2 separate regions of the Drosophila melanogaster genome follow, and region 2 is linked to region 1. A link is a contact called in public Hi-C data. All regions are on one chromosome and are shown on one strand. The core of a region is the stretch at or near the end of the contact, and the rest is flanking DNA. Distances in the headings are between cores, read along the strand shown. Region 1 holds the start of CG4080. Region 2 holds the start of CG3448.

Region 1 (6,113 bases), core at 1,817-4,316:
GGGTTTTGGGTTTCAAGTGCAAGCTGCATCATCGCGCTTTTTGTTTGTTTAACGGCACTTTTTGTTGCTGCCACTGCGAAAGTGCTTCCGATGGAAATTTGCGAATTCCCCGGAATCGTGTACTTTTCGGTAACCAAATATTTACGTTCGTTAATCTAATTTGAACTTATATTCGTTTCTTATCGCCGTTTTTTTTTCTTGAGAAATAAACGGCTCAACTATCGTTATGAATGTTGTTTATAATTAGCTGATAAAAGAGGGGAAAATTTGTTTATCAACAGAGAGTCGAATATGAATGTATGTACTATGAAAGCGGAACTGTTTTCAAACTGAAAGCCAAGATTAATATTACAAAATTATACTTTGGCTCAACACTTACTGAAAATGAGTAAGAATATAATTGTTGATTTCTCTGGATCTGATAACTAAGTTTATATAGCATATTACCCTTAAATCGCCTAATTATGCGAGGGTCGTTTGGTAAATTCACATTACGGGGGCATTTCGTGTTATTTGCGTAAGATTTGGGTCTTTTGAGCGCTTCATTACCACCCGTGCCCACTTGTAATTACGACTAAATTAGCGCATTTTATTAAATTCCACGCCCGAACACAACGGAACGGGCCACGCCCTCACCAGCTCCGCCGGACCAGATGAAACAAGTAATCTTCGCATGGCGCAAGGAACCGGATGATTCCAAGGGATGGATGGGTGGTGGAGGGGGGAAGGGGGAAATCGGAGTCAGGCGGGGTCCAATTCAACTGTTTTGCGCTTTGTTTTCGCTGCCTGTTCGTTTGCTTTGTTCGAATGCTTTTTGATAATTTGCGCATTATTTTTTTTTTTTTTTTAGCGCTCTCTGCGTGTAAAACTTATTTTAAAGTCCAAAACCCAACTGGTTTAAGTTCGAGGCAATTAATGCAAAAGTTATACCCCCCCAACTGGCGCCACCAAAAATATACATTTGCATACATATGCAATGTATGAATGTTTGTGTGTGTATACACATTGCTATTGTTTTGGGAAAACCCATGCGAAATGCAAGCTTGAGAAAATTCGCTTCTTATCAATGGTTTGTTTTTCGCTACGCTCCATTTTACATTTTCACGATAGTCGACAAATATTTGATCGTGATGGCCCAAGCCGATACAATAGCCAATGTTTATTCAACAACGACACCTGAAATAACAGCAAAGTGAGACACATTTACTCACTCCGGCGACAGATTAGATTTGCGATGGCCAGGTGATAAGGCTCATCACACTGACATCGGGGGTGTTGAACGGTCTGTATTTCACAAAATACGAGCATACATATATAAATTATAGCTACGCAAGAGCCGCATTTCTCAACATTCAAATACAATTGAGTAAATATGTTTATTTAAGAGCGTTCCATTGAAAATTTGATGAATAACTAAAGATAAAGATACAACATCTATGAGGCAAATAAAAGTTGGTAGCCACAAATACTAATACCAAACAATACGAATTAAGTGAATCGAAAAGCCAGTACCATTAAACTGCTTTAGTTATGGAGAACGTCTTCAATGACTGATATATAATTATATTTATGATTTATCTTCATTTTAGACCTCATTGGCTTCATTAAAAGTCGTAAGAGTATTGGGTATGGTCAATGCCCCGCTGTCACGTCAGATTGCAATATAAATAAATCGCGCGTAATTTATAAACCTATAATTGTATAAACAGATAACAGCTGGCGCCTCGCGTCAAGATCTTGTCACCTTCCCAGCATCGTAGTGTCCATATTTGCATTTCAATCGAAGTTGCCGATCGGCATGGAACTAGTATGGTAAGTAAGTAAGTACAAGTCAATGTTGTTAACTATTGCCTAATGATTGTCATTAGCAGGCGTTAGATGGGGATTACGACGATTGAGATCTCAACAGTTGATGTTGGTGCAGAGCAACAAATTAAGGGAATGAATCAATCGCTGCTTGAAATTGGGTTATTTTCGTTTTCATTTCGATTAAGGTATATCTTATCTGCGTGTCGGTATGGACAGCTGGATTTGTTTATTGTGGCGCAAAGAACACACATTGATTTTTAGCACTTGCAGCCTGCGTTGAGAACTTAATTATTGTGATTTCCCAAACGACGAACAATCAAACATTTAAATCATGTCCGTTTCCTGGCTATAAATAAACAATGGACAATGCCAAGAAGAATGTCAACCATCCCACGATTTTTCAATTGCGTGCTTGCACTTGATTTTATTTTATTTCTCGTTTTTCTTTATTTTACTTTTTTTTTTGTTCTTTGGTGTACTTGAATAACTTATAGGATTCCTTTTTTTTTGGCCATATCAAGGGCATTCAAAACTCACCTGACATTCGCATAGTGCTGGCCGGAATTCCAATCCACATGCTCGATATCCGAAGAGGTTTTGGCGTTGTCGCAAGGCATTTTGTTCGTAACTCGCTCTCTCTCTCTCTCTCTATAGCACTATAAACTCGATTGCAGGGTATCGCATAGTCGGGGCGATGCTGCACCGCAACGCGTGGGGGGTTTTCAACCCCAAAAAGGGAGGGGGGTGGCGGACGCGGGGGAGGAGAGCTCCTTTGTCTTTTATGCTGGCTAGTCTTGCGCCTTTGTTATGATTCTCCTCCGCTGGCCATATATTTGTTTATTCCCAACGATAAACAGAGGCTGTCGCCTTCTTTATTTTTAGCGACCCTGTTGGCAGGGGCTACTTCGATTTTTTGCACAATGTAAACCGAATCTATTGCACTGTTATTCTCCTTTCATTTCGTTTCATTTTTCCCTTTCAACGCCAACGAACTTCTGGCCGTGTGTGTGTTTGTTTGTGTTGGTTAGCTGGTCTATTATTATATCTTTATTCCGCGACAAACTTTAGTGCGTTTGCTTGTTAATTTGTTGTTACTGGCCCGGTACGAGCTGTTCGTTCCACTACTCTACGCTAAATGGCTATGCTTGTTAGAATTGCACATATATTTTATGTATTTTATTTAGCTAAACACGGAGACATATCCTTACACGATATCTACGAGCGACGCGACCAGTGTGACTGCGCCTACACAATTGAAACATGTCACATGCAGTGTGACCGTTCTTGGCTGAATGGAAAAGCTCTCACTCATATAAAATTCAATAATAGGTTAATAAAAAAAAAATACTGACTTATTTTTTAAATACAAACGTATTTACTCTAACAATATAAGTAAAAAGCTAAAATTATTTTAATGTCTATTTAGGAAACCTATCGATATATCGATACACATTTTTTTTTGGCCACCCTAGAAATTGCTAACGTATTTTTAGCAACAAATTGAATTCCAAATTTGGAAGTTTTGCTTTAGGTGCCCATATTAGGATACAAGCTCGTTTTAGTAATACAACAAGTAATTATCCCAAAAACAATATAGGTTAACTTTTTTCTATTTTAAAATATCTCCAAAATCAAAGATCAAAAGTATCCGGTTTTAATGTAGGTTTTTATTAATATACTTTTCCGTCTAATCCATTATTGACAGTGACTACAAAAAGCGGATAGATTTTATATTATGCCGATTTTTGATAACAAAGGGGGTTCCGTTTCGGTTTCGTTACGCGGGTCTTAGACAATAGTCACGATTAATCGCTACTGTTGCTTATAACGATAAATAAATGAAAGACAAAATAATCAGTGTGGGATCGGACCGAATAAGGAGCGGCCAGTTATTAGCCGCCTACAAAGTGTAGATCGATTTCACGTTGGAGCCCTGCTTGACCATCGTGTCCTTGTGCAACTGATACTGCAGCGAGTTGTTGCGTCCCAGACGCAGGGCATCGCGCAGCTTGTGACCAATCTCAAGGGCAGCTTCCTCGTTGTTTCCGTCGGCAGTCCAGATGGCTGGAAAGCATTAATCGTTAAACAAAGGAATTCCGCTGAAGTTGGGTGTGCGTGAAAACTTACATATCTTGTTGCTCTTGCCGCGAATGTTTATAACAGCGCCGCAGATCTGATCAGAGTGATCGAAGGCCTCACCAATCAGGCAGAGCAGCTGGAAGGCAAAACAGTTGTAGTTACTCATATGCGAAAAATATTTATGATATAAGCTCACTATTGAATGTTCCTAAGACAAAAGCTAGCACTAGCGTATTTTTAGCTGATATTTTCTATAAGTTATAATTTATATTGCAAAATCATACACCTATTTCTATATTTTTGCATTTCAAGAATGTACATTCACTATAAATAGACCATCCGCTCACCACTCGTTTCTTTGTGCACTTACCACATCGAGCCATAGGTTATCCAGATCGGTCTTGGAGCTTTTGTTAAGGGTAATGACCCAACGACCGCCCTGTTTGTTGGCTGCATCCTCCCACATGGGACTGCAAATGAGATATCAGTTAGTAAAGGTTATCTTGGCAGAATTGCAATAAACAGCAAACCCACCGAATGTTCTTCTTGAATAGCGAGTAGTCACTACCCAGCTTGATCTCTGATGGGGGCTTGATGTGGTTGTATAGGCTCCAGAAGTCCTCGACGGTATCGAAGCTGGTGATCTCGTTTTGCATGTCCTCCCAGGACTTGGACCGATCGTTTTCAAGGTACCACAGCGTCCAGACATTCATGAGCGGGTGTTTGTATAAATGCTCGGTGCGCACAGCATCGTCGCCGGCAGGAGCAGTAGTGGTTGCAGTGTTGCCTGCTGGTTCACCAGTCTCCTGTGGGTCCTCCTTGGGCTTGACATCCTTAGCCTCGGCGGGCGCTGCAGCCGAAGTTGGTGGTTCCGGACGACCCTGCTCGGTGCTGGGGGCGCTGGTCTGCGGGAGAAGATGGCAATGGATGGGAAGGGGAATCAGAAGATTAGATTAGCTTGGCTTAGCGACAGGCGCACTGAGAGTATTACTTTGAACATGGACTTGGGATTGGCAAAGTTCTTCATTCTGTGAAAGTCGCTCTGCATGTTGGCGGCCGTGTTTATTGGATGCGTTTGATGGTAGGATCAGTTCTTTTTCGGCTCCGGAGTGGGTTCGGATCGGTTTCGATTCGCCGTGATTCACTTGCCGCTCTCTCTCTGTCGCGGTGTTTGTGATAGTTGATAGTTGGTTGGTGCGTGTGTGTGCGAGAGAGCGAAGCTTTTGATTTCTGTTTGAGTGTGTGTGGATTTTGGATTGTTTCGTGATATCTCGCTCCCCTGCAGTTCGCTCTTCACTTGTGTATTATTAACCAAAAAACTAAGTAATGATAATACAAAAAACTCGTTAAACTTGTTGTTGCTGTATGGTTGAGTGGGTGTTGTAACTAATTATTGAGTATATGGTGTTGGAGTATCCTGTTTCACTTAAAATCGGACTAGGCTACTACTAAAATAGGCGAACTAATGCTGTTCCTAACGAACTCGGAATCGAAAGGGGCGATGGAATTACAGCACACACACACACGCGCACGTATCTGACATAAAAACACAGATTGCCTGTTGAAAGAATTGGAATTGTTGTTTTATATTTGAGTTAAAAGAGTTACTTGATTTTATTTTATGTTGCGGCTAAAATTCGTGTTCGAGTTCAAAGCAGCGGCGCGATTAACTGAAAAAAATTAACGTCAAAGAAAGGAGGTGGAAAGTGAAGAGGGAAAGCCAACGGTTTATTTACTGCAATGGCCGACAAAAATATGATTTAACTGTTCGCGACTGGTTAATTGCAGTAATTCACTCTTTTTCCATTCTTTCCATATTTGTCTCTCCGCTCTCCTATTTATGTATATGTAGCTAAAGAAGAACACACCCACACACACGCGCGCGATGTCTTGACAAGAGAGAGAGAGCGAGAACACTGAAAACGTGTGGTATGCGTATGCAAATGCGAAAGGAGAGAAAAAGAGAACGAGTGACCGCGAAAGAGAGATAGCTTGATAGAGACAGACAGAGATAGCGATAGCTATGACGTAGACAATAGCGTGCAAGTACAATTAATATTAAGCAATTGTGCAAAAAATAATCGGTGAACACAATGATGATGTAGCCACGCCAACTGCACACTTTTCCGCTCGACTATCGCCTCCCCTCTTGTGCAACAACCCTGTTTTTGTTGTTCCTGCCACGGCTCAGCCGAAATCGAAACCATGCGGCTCGCCGTTTCTCG
Region 2 (6,113 bases), core at 2,244-4,743, 52 kb after region 1:
ATAAAAACAAACAAAGGAATGCAAATTGTTTACTTGGGTTTTCACACAGAAAACGAAAAAAATAATTACATCTTTCGGATCAAAAACCGCACAATTTACTTGGAATTATAATTAAATATATTATTATAATTAAAATGTAACGAGCGTTTTCAGAAATAAGATACAAATTTAAAAAAAAAAAATAGGGATACCTTTTTTGTTTTTGTATTTATATTACATGAAATATTGTTGCAGTTTTTTTTTCTGGAAGAACGATAGATTTAAAAAGATCTTAAGGTGTCAACTAATACTTACCTTCTCACCTTTCAGAGGCCGCCACCGATGCCAACCTGGCCTCGGAGAACTGGGCCGCCAACATGGAGATCTGCGACATGATCAACGAATCCTCCGACACTGCACGCGATGCTATGCGTGCCATTCGCAAACGCCTCTCCCAGAACGCCGGCAAAAACAACCAGGTGGTGATGTACACGCTGACCGTCCTGGAGACATGCGTGAAGAACTGCGGCAAGGCCTTCCATGTCCTGGTGGCCCAGAAGGACTTCATCAACGAGCTGGTCAAGCTGATTGGGCCCAAGAACGATCCACCAGCCGCCATGCAGGAGAAGGTTCTCAGTCTGATACAAATCTGGGCGGATGCGTTTAAGAACCAACCGGATCTCAACGGCGTCACCCAGATGTACATGGAATTGAAAAACAAGGGCATCGAGTTTCCAGCCAACGATCTGGATGCCATGGCACCCATTTACACGCCACAGAGGGTGAGTCGCTGAGGAATCCTCTTTACTTTAACCATAATAAATGCTTTCATATGCCTTTTAGAGTGTTCCCGAGATGCCCCCTCAGCTGGTGGCCGCTCAGCAGCACACAATCTCGCCTCAACACATGGCTGCCGCTGCTGCCGCCGCAGCTGCAGCCGCAGCTCCACCCAGCACAGGTCCTTTGCATTTGACTCCCGAGCAAGCGGCTAAGCTGCGCTCCGAACTGGAGATCGTTAGCAACAATATGTCCATCCTCAGCGAGATGCTCAGTGTTCTGAAGCCCGGCCAGGAGTCGCCCGATGACTATGCCCTGCTCAATGAGCTCACCTCGACCTGCAAGGAGATGCAGTCTCGCATCGTGGATCTGATTGGACGTGTCCAGGACGACGAGCTCACCGCGGAGTTCCTGCGCATCAATGACGAGCTGAACAATGTGTTCTTGCGCCACCAGCGTTACGAGAAAAATCGTTCGCAGGGCCAGGGTGCTGGTGTTACCTCGCCCTCGGCTGTGCTGGGCGCAGCCATGGGCCTGCCCGGTGTGGGAGCAGCTGGAGCAGGAGCCACCACGGTGGCTACGCTACCACCTCCGCCCACAACTACCGCCGTGAGCAATACGCCGCAAAGTGACCAACTGCTGATCGATCTAATCGAAAGCAGCGAGGAAGCCCAACTGCCACAGAGTTTGGGACAGATCAGCCTGGGTGGTGGAGCACCCATTGGGGTGCAGAGGAGCGCACGACCTGCCGATGAATTCGATATGCTGGCACAGTCGCGCACCGATGGCAACCAGTCAGTAAAGAGTGCTTTCCAATCGAGCTCATCAAGTATTAACAATAATTCTTTTTTTAGTAAATCGGACTTGCTGCGGGACATTCCCTCGGTGGACGCTGCTGCTGGGAGTGTGACTGCCACCGCCTCGCCTTACAAACCAAATCAACCGCAGCAGGCACAGCGCTCAGCCGGCGAACCGCCGGTGGTAAGTAAAGTGAGTAACTAGCCGCCGGACAGCCGGTCTAACTAATGGCGTTCGATTTGTTCCCTTACCTTTTGACCTCGTTTTCGCCATTGATTTACACTATGTGTCTAAATTTGAAAATATGTTTTGGTTCTTTTTTGTTCTATGCAAATTGCGTTTGGTTTTCGTTTCGTTTTGTTGTTCGGTTGGCGCCCACACACAGTCGACGAAAGAGAATGAGATCGACGAGATGGAGGCGTGGTTGGGCAGCTCAGTAAGTAGCCATTCGAATAGCATTTTGTCTTTTTCTAAGCTCATCTTACCATGCACTCGGCTTCAGTTTCTCGATTTACATACTATTCCTTTGCTTCTTAGCTTCTGTCATCCATTTTCGAGTACTTAATATGACTAATGAGTCATTTGTTTCCACCACACAGCACATCGAGGGAATTGAGGAGCTGACCAGCTCGGAGTTTGACAAATTCCTAGAGGAGAGAGCCGCTGCCGCCGAGAATCTTCCAACGATCAGTGCATCGAACTCCGCCGCCAGTGCCACGACAGGATCGGCAGGAGCCGATAGCTTACGAAAGACACCAAAGAAACCGGGCGCCGAAGAGGATCTGCTCGCGCTCTGAGTGATCTCCGCCAGCACCATCATCGGCTCTAATTGTTTACTCTTTCAAATGTTATACACACCCTAACATACTTATCCGTAACGTCTATTTGATAGCAGATACATAGTAACACTTTATGTAAAATGCTTTTATTTTTTACAAAAACAGCAACGATAACTATTGATTATATTCCAAAAAAACAAGCGATCTTTTGTTGGTCTAATTGTAAGCCACGTCTACACATTGATGGTAATTTAATGTATTACGTTACAAGTCTATTTGTTGTTTATTTATACATACATTATAAAGCTAATTTATTTTACAAAATCGAAAAGAAAAACTAAAACAAAATGGAAATACATTTCAAGCACATACCGATTTCGTCTTTGTTTAAATATTTATATTACTAAGGGGCTTAATCTGAGTCGTTATCTATATTCATGACTTGAGTAGCTGCTCCGTAGGCATCGTCCTCGTCATCAGAAAAAATCCTTTGATTATTCTTTGCTCTTGATACTTTCCCGGATCGTTTTTCCAACTGACTCTCTAAATCCCGGATGTGGGCCTTTTTGCTGTTCAAAAGCAGCAGGAATTTCTTGAGAAGTTCCTCCTCCTTCAGCTTGCTGTCCCTCACATACTTTTCATATTCAGCCAGGGATGCGGTTGTCTGGGCGTCGGATTCGGTGGCTGGAGCTGCTTGTGGCTTCTGCTGACCAGCTTCGATGGCTGCATCCAGCATCTGGTAGCAGTTGGAGACTTTTCTAAGCGGAACATCCAAGTACAGCGTTTCGTATCCTTCGCATTTGTACACTTTGAACGCTGGTTTTTCGACATCTTCCATGGATATTTCATAATCAAATCCTTGGAGTCCCATGTGCGTAGTTACGGCACTTTTGCACTCCGCAAAGAAAGCATCGTAGGCCTGTTCCAATTCACTGGCTCCACTTCGAAACTCATCGTATTTTACAATTGACCGGTAGTTTTGATTGTCAGAAGTGGTCAGGATGTCAAACTCCACGTCGTCGTCCATCCATTTGCTTCGGACATAAATAAACGGCTTTACGTCTATTTGACTATGTGAGAGCTGAGAGCGTTGAAGTAATTTAACCACAAAGGTGGACATGTTCGGCAATATTTTAGTTTCACAACTAAATGTAAACAACTGTTGCGGGGTTTTTAAAACAGCTGTTTACAACTGAGTTGTCAGATTGATTAAATGTATGTAATTTTGATAGAGTGCTTATGGCGAACGTTTAAGTGTACGTATATGTACTCTTTTCAGTAAAATTAAATAAATAAATACATCTTCAAATATTTCCGAGAGCTCAAATATTTAAGTTCTAATTAACTTTAACAGTCGATATACAACCCTTCTATTAGCATTCTAATATTTTATTTTATTAAACACGCATTTTGCAGCACTAGGCGGTCCAAATTATCGATATGACAGCGATATCGATTAACCGTGTTTAAGTTAGTACACAGCCAGTAGGAGGAACTAAACAAATTAAACGCGCTGCACCCCTATTGTTTGTCCTCTTTTTAGTGTTTTACTCGATTCGGCACCCGCAATGCTTGACAACCTCGTGGAATTCGCCAGTTACTGGTGGTTTCGATACCTCATGGTATGTAATGGTCATAAAATTACGCACATATTCCACCTGAGAAGCTGCGCTCCACGGGATTTTGATTTAAATGAACCCCATTAACTTGCAGGTCACCGAGCTGTACATGGTTGAAAAGTGGGAGCGGATAACGATACGTGAGTGTTAATTGCTGTTAATAAAATAGCACACCCTCGAACTAGTTGGGAATATCCGACGGATTCGTCATGCTTCTGGAGAATTTATACGCTTATCAGGGTTATTATTGCTCTCGGTTCATTGCAGACGTCATTTTCATGGTACTCTTCTGCGTTTTCTGGTACTTCAACTACTCCGTGCTGCTCTCGCTGGCCGGATTGATTGGCCCAACAAGTGCCTCCATCGCGGATATTATTCCCGGAGTTCAAGGACATGGGCTCAAGGTCACCTAAAATACCGATCAGACCATGCCCAGACCAATCGTGTGTACTGTTCTCCGTTCCAATATCCAAAATAGCCGCGTATCTGTACCTCGCCGCGATGCTTTATCTAATCCGCACGCGTTTATACACCGCAATCAATGAATGGAACGTAGCTGTAGGCGACACATGTCCAAAGAGGCGATCTAATCGCTTGCTGATCCGAATCTGAAGTGGACAACACCCGGCGACTGTCCATCAATAGCTGCCTCACCGTTTAATGTAGTTATCTAGCAGTAGTTACAAGTTTAAAGTCAGTTAATAAATCTAACGCTTACACAATCGCACTGTGAAATAGTTAAAAAAAGAAATGATAAATGATATACGCAAGTGTTGTTGCATTGTTTTCCTGGTTTATTTTTGTTTAATTTTGAAGAGGTATTTCCCTTGTTTATTCCGACTTAACTGATGTGCTTCCATTTGTGAATTATTGTTAGCGCCAACAGACGTTGAACATGCTAAATCCGTACTTCAATGCTCTAAGTGTTATAATTCATTACAAAAATATATAGATAGCCTATGGTGTATGCGTATTGAATATGGTAAAACTAGTTTTGTGTATTTTTCTTATTTTTTTGTTTGTTTTGTTTTCGTAGAAAAGAAAGTGCGCGTTTTGTTATTCGAGCGAAGATCGCACACGATTAGTATCAGATCAAATTGGGGCTTTTTAAGGTGACAGTTTGGCTGAGTTCTTCGGGGATTACGGTTCAGTTTTGGTTTTGCGGGGGGACTCACTTAGCCTACGGTACAAGCTAAACTCTTAGAACTGCTCTTCATCCGTGAAGGAAATTAATTAATGGCTACCATCTAACTTCCTTTTGCACTGCAATCCTATTTTGTTAGAGAATGAACTTACACTACTTACTTAAAGGGCGGGCAGCGGGCGGATGTGTTCACCAGGTGACAATCTTGTCCGGCCGCTCCGCTCGTTACAGGTTACAGATACAGATAAAAACTGGCTACAACTAACTGTACAATAATGCCTTCCGGAGCCAAAGGAGCTTTAATATTTTAACCATCTCATGCCAATACCTGCCACACATTAAAGCGCACTACTAGTTAGGATGTTAGGGACGTGCCATCCAGCAGCACCGACGCCACCTCCTCGTTCTGTTCTACGTACACTAGACGAGGATCCTCGCCAAACTCCAGTCGCCCGTATCTGGCCACCAGCGGTGTCTTGTTGTTGCTCACTTGCGGTGCGCGCGGCCACTTCCTTTTGGGCTTCGTGTGCGTCAGCATGTGGGACTTGAGGTTCGTTGACTGGGCGAAGCACTTGGAGCAGCCATCAATGGGACAGTGGTAGGGCCTATCGCCAGTGTGTATCCGTACGTGGGTGCGCAGATTGAAGTCCAGCGAGAAGCGCTTGCCGCACCCCTCAAAGGTGCACTCAAAGGGCTTCTCGCCGGTGTGCACCAGCTGGTGGCGCTTTAGCTTGGAGCTCTCTACAAAGCTCTTGCCGCAGACGTTGCACACATGACCGCGCGGTCCGTGCGTGTGCATGTGCTTGCGCATGGCCGAGTGGTTGCGAAACTCCTTGTTGCAGCCGCGATGGGTGCAGCGAAACTTTGGCTCCTCATCCTCTTCGCCGGCCGCGCCAGCTGCTCCCATGGCATTACCAGCCGTCTGATTGGCCACTGCAGTCGGTAATTTGGTTACAATTGTGGGTCGTTGGGGTCGGGCTGGATTGCTGGAAGCCACTAGTGGCGGTGGGGGATTTG

What was found. Hi-C and Micro-C count contacts between places; a contact is called where the count stands out from the background.
Region 2: a Hi-C map of the Kc167 cell line shows a contact between it and region 1, with 2.9 times the contacts expected there. A contact is called at or near these places in 4 of 107 Hi-C or Micro-C datasets (the Kc167 cell line, the S2 cell line and embryo).

Annotation. Positions count from the first base shown.
Region 1 is chr3L:9,396,161-9,402,273 of dm6, forward strand. CG4080 reads right to left here and starts at 3,067. Exons shown (of 6, transcript NM_001259766.2): 1 at 2,347-3,067. The coding sequence starts at 2,426. It overlaps eIF4E1 (eukaryotic translation initiation factor 4E1), which reads right to left. Exons shown (of 6, transcript NM_168335.2): 2 at 4,880-5,446; 3 at 4,423-4,793; 4 at 4,259-4,358; 5 at 3,937-4,024; 6 at 3,458-3,873. The coding sequence starts at 4,936. The coding sequence ends at 3,710.
Region 2 is chr3L:9,448,079-9,454,191 of dm6, forward strand. It overlaps CG3448, which reads right to left and starts at 3,494. Exons shown (of 1, transcript NM_140059.3): 1 at 2,467-3,494. The coding sequence starts at 3,453. The coding sequence ends at 2,746. CG3529 reads left to right here. Exons shown (of 6, transcript NM_140058.3): 2 at 310-761; 3 at 823-1,550; 4 at 1,611-1,746; 5 at 1,940-1,990; 6 at 2,154-2,707. The coding sequence ends at 2,351. ghi (ghiberti) reads left to right here and starts at 3,798. Exons shown (of 3, transcript NM_168344.3): 1 at 3,798-3,955; 2 at 4,047-4,092; 3 at 4,220-4,712. The coding sequence starts at 3,902. The coding sequence ends at 4,365. phol (pleiohomeotic like) reads right to left here. Exons shown (of 2, transcript NM_001300076.1): 2 at 4,725-6,113. The coding sequence ends at 5,452.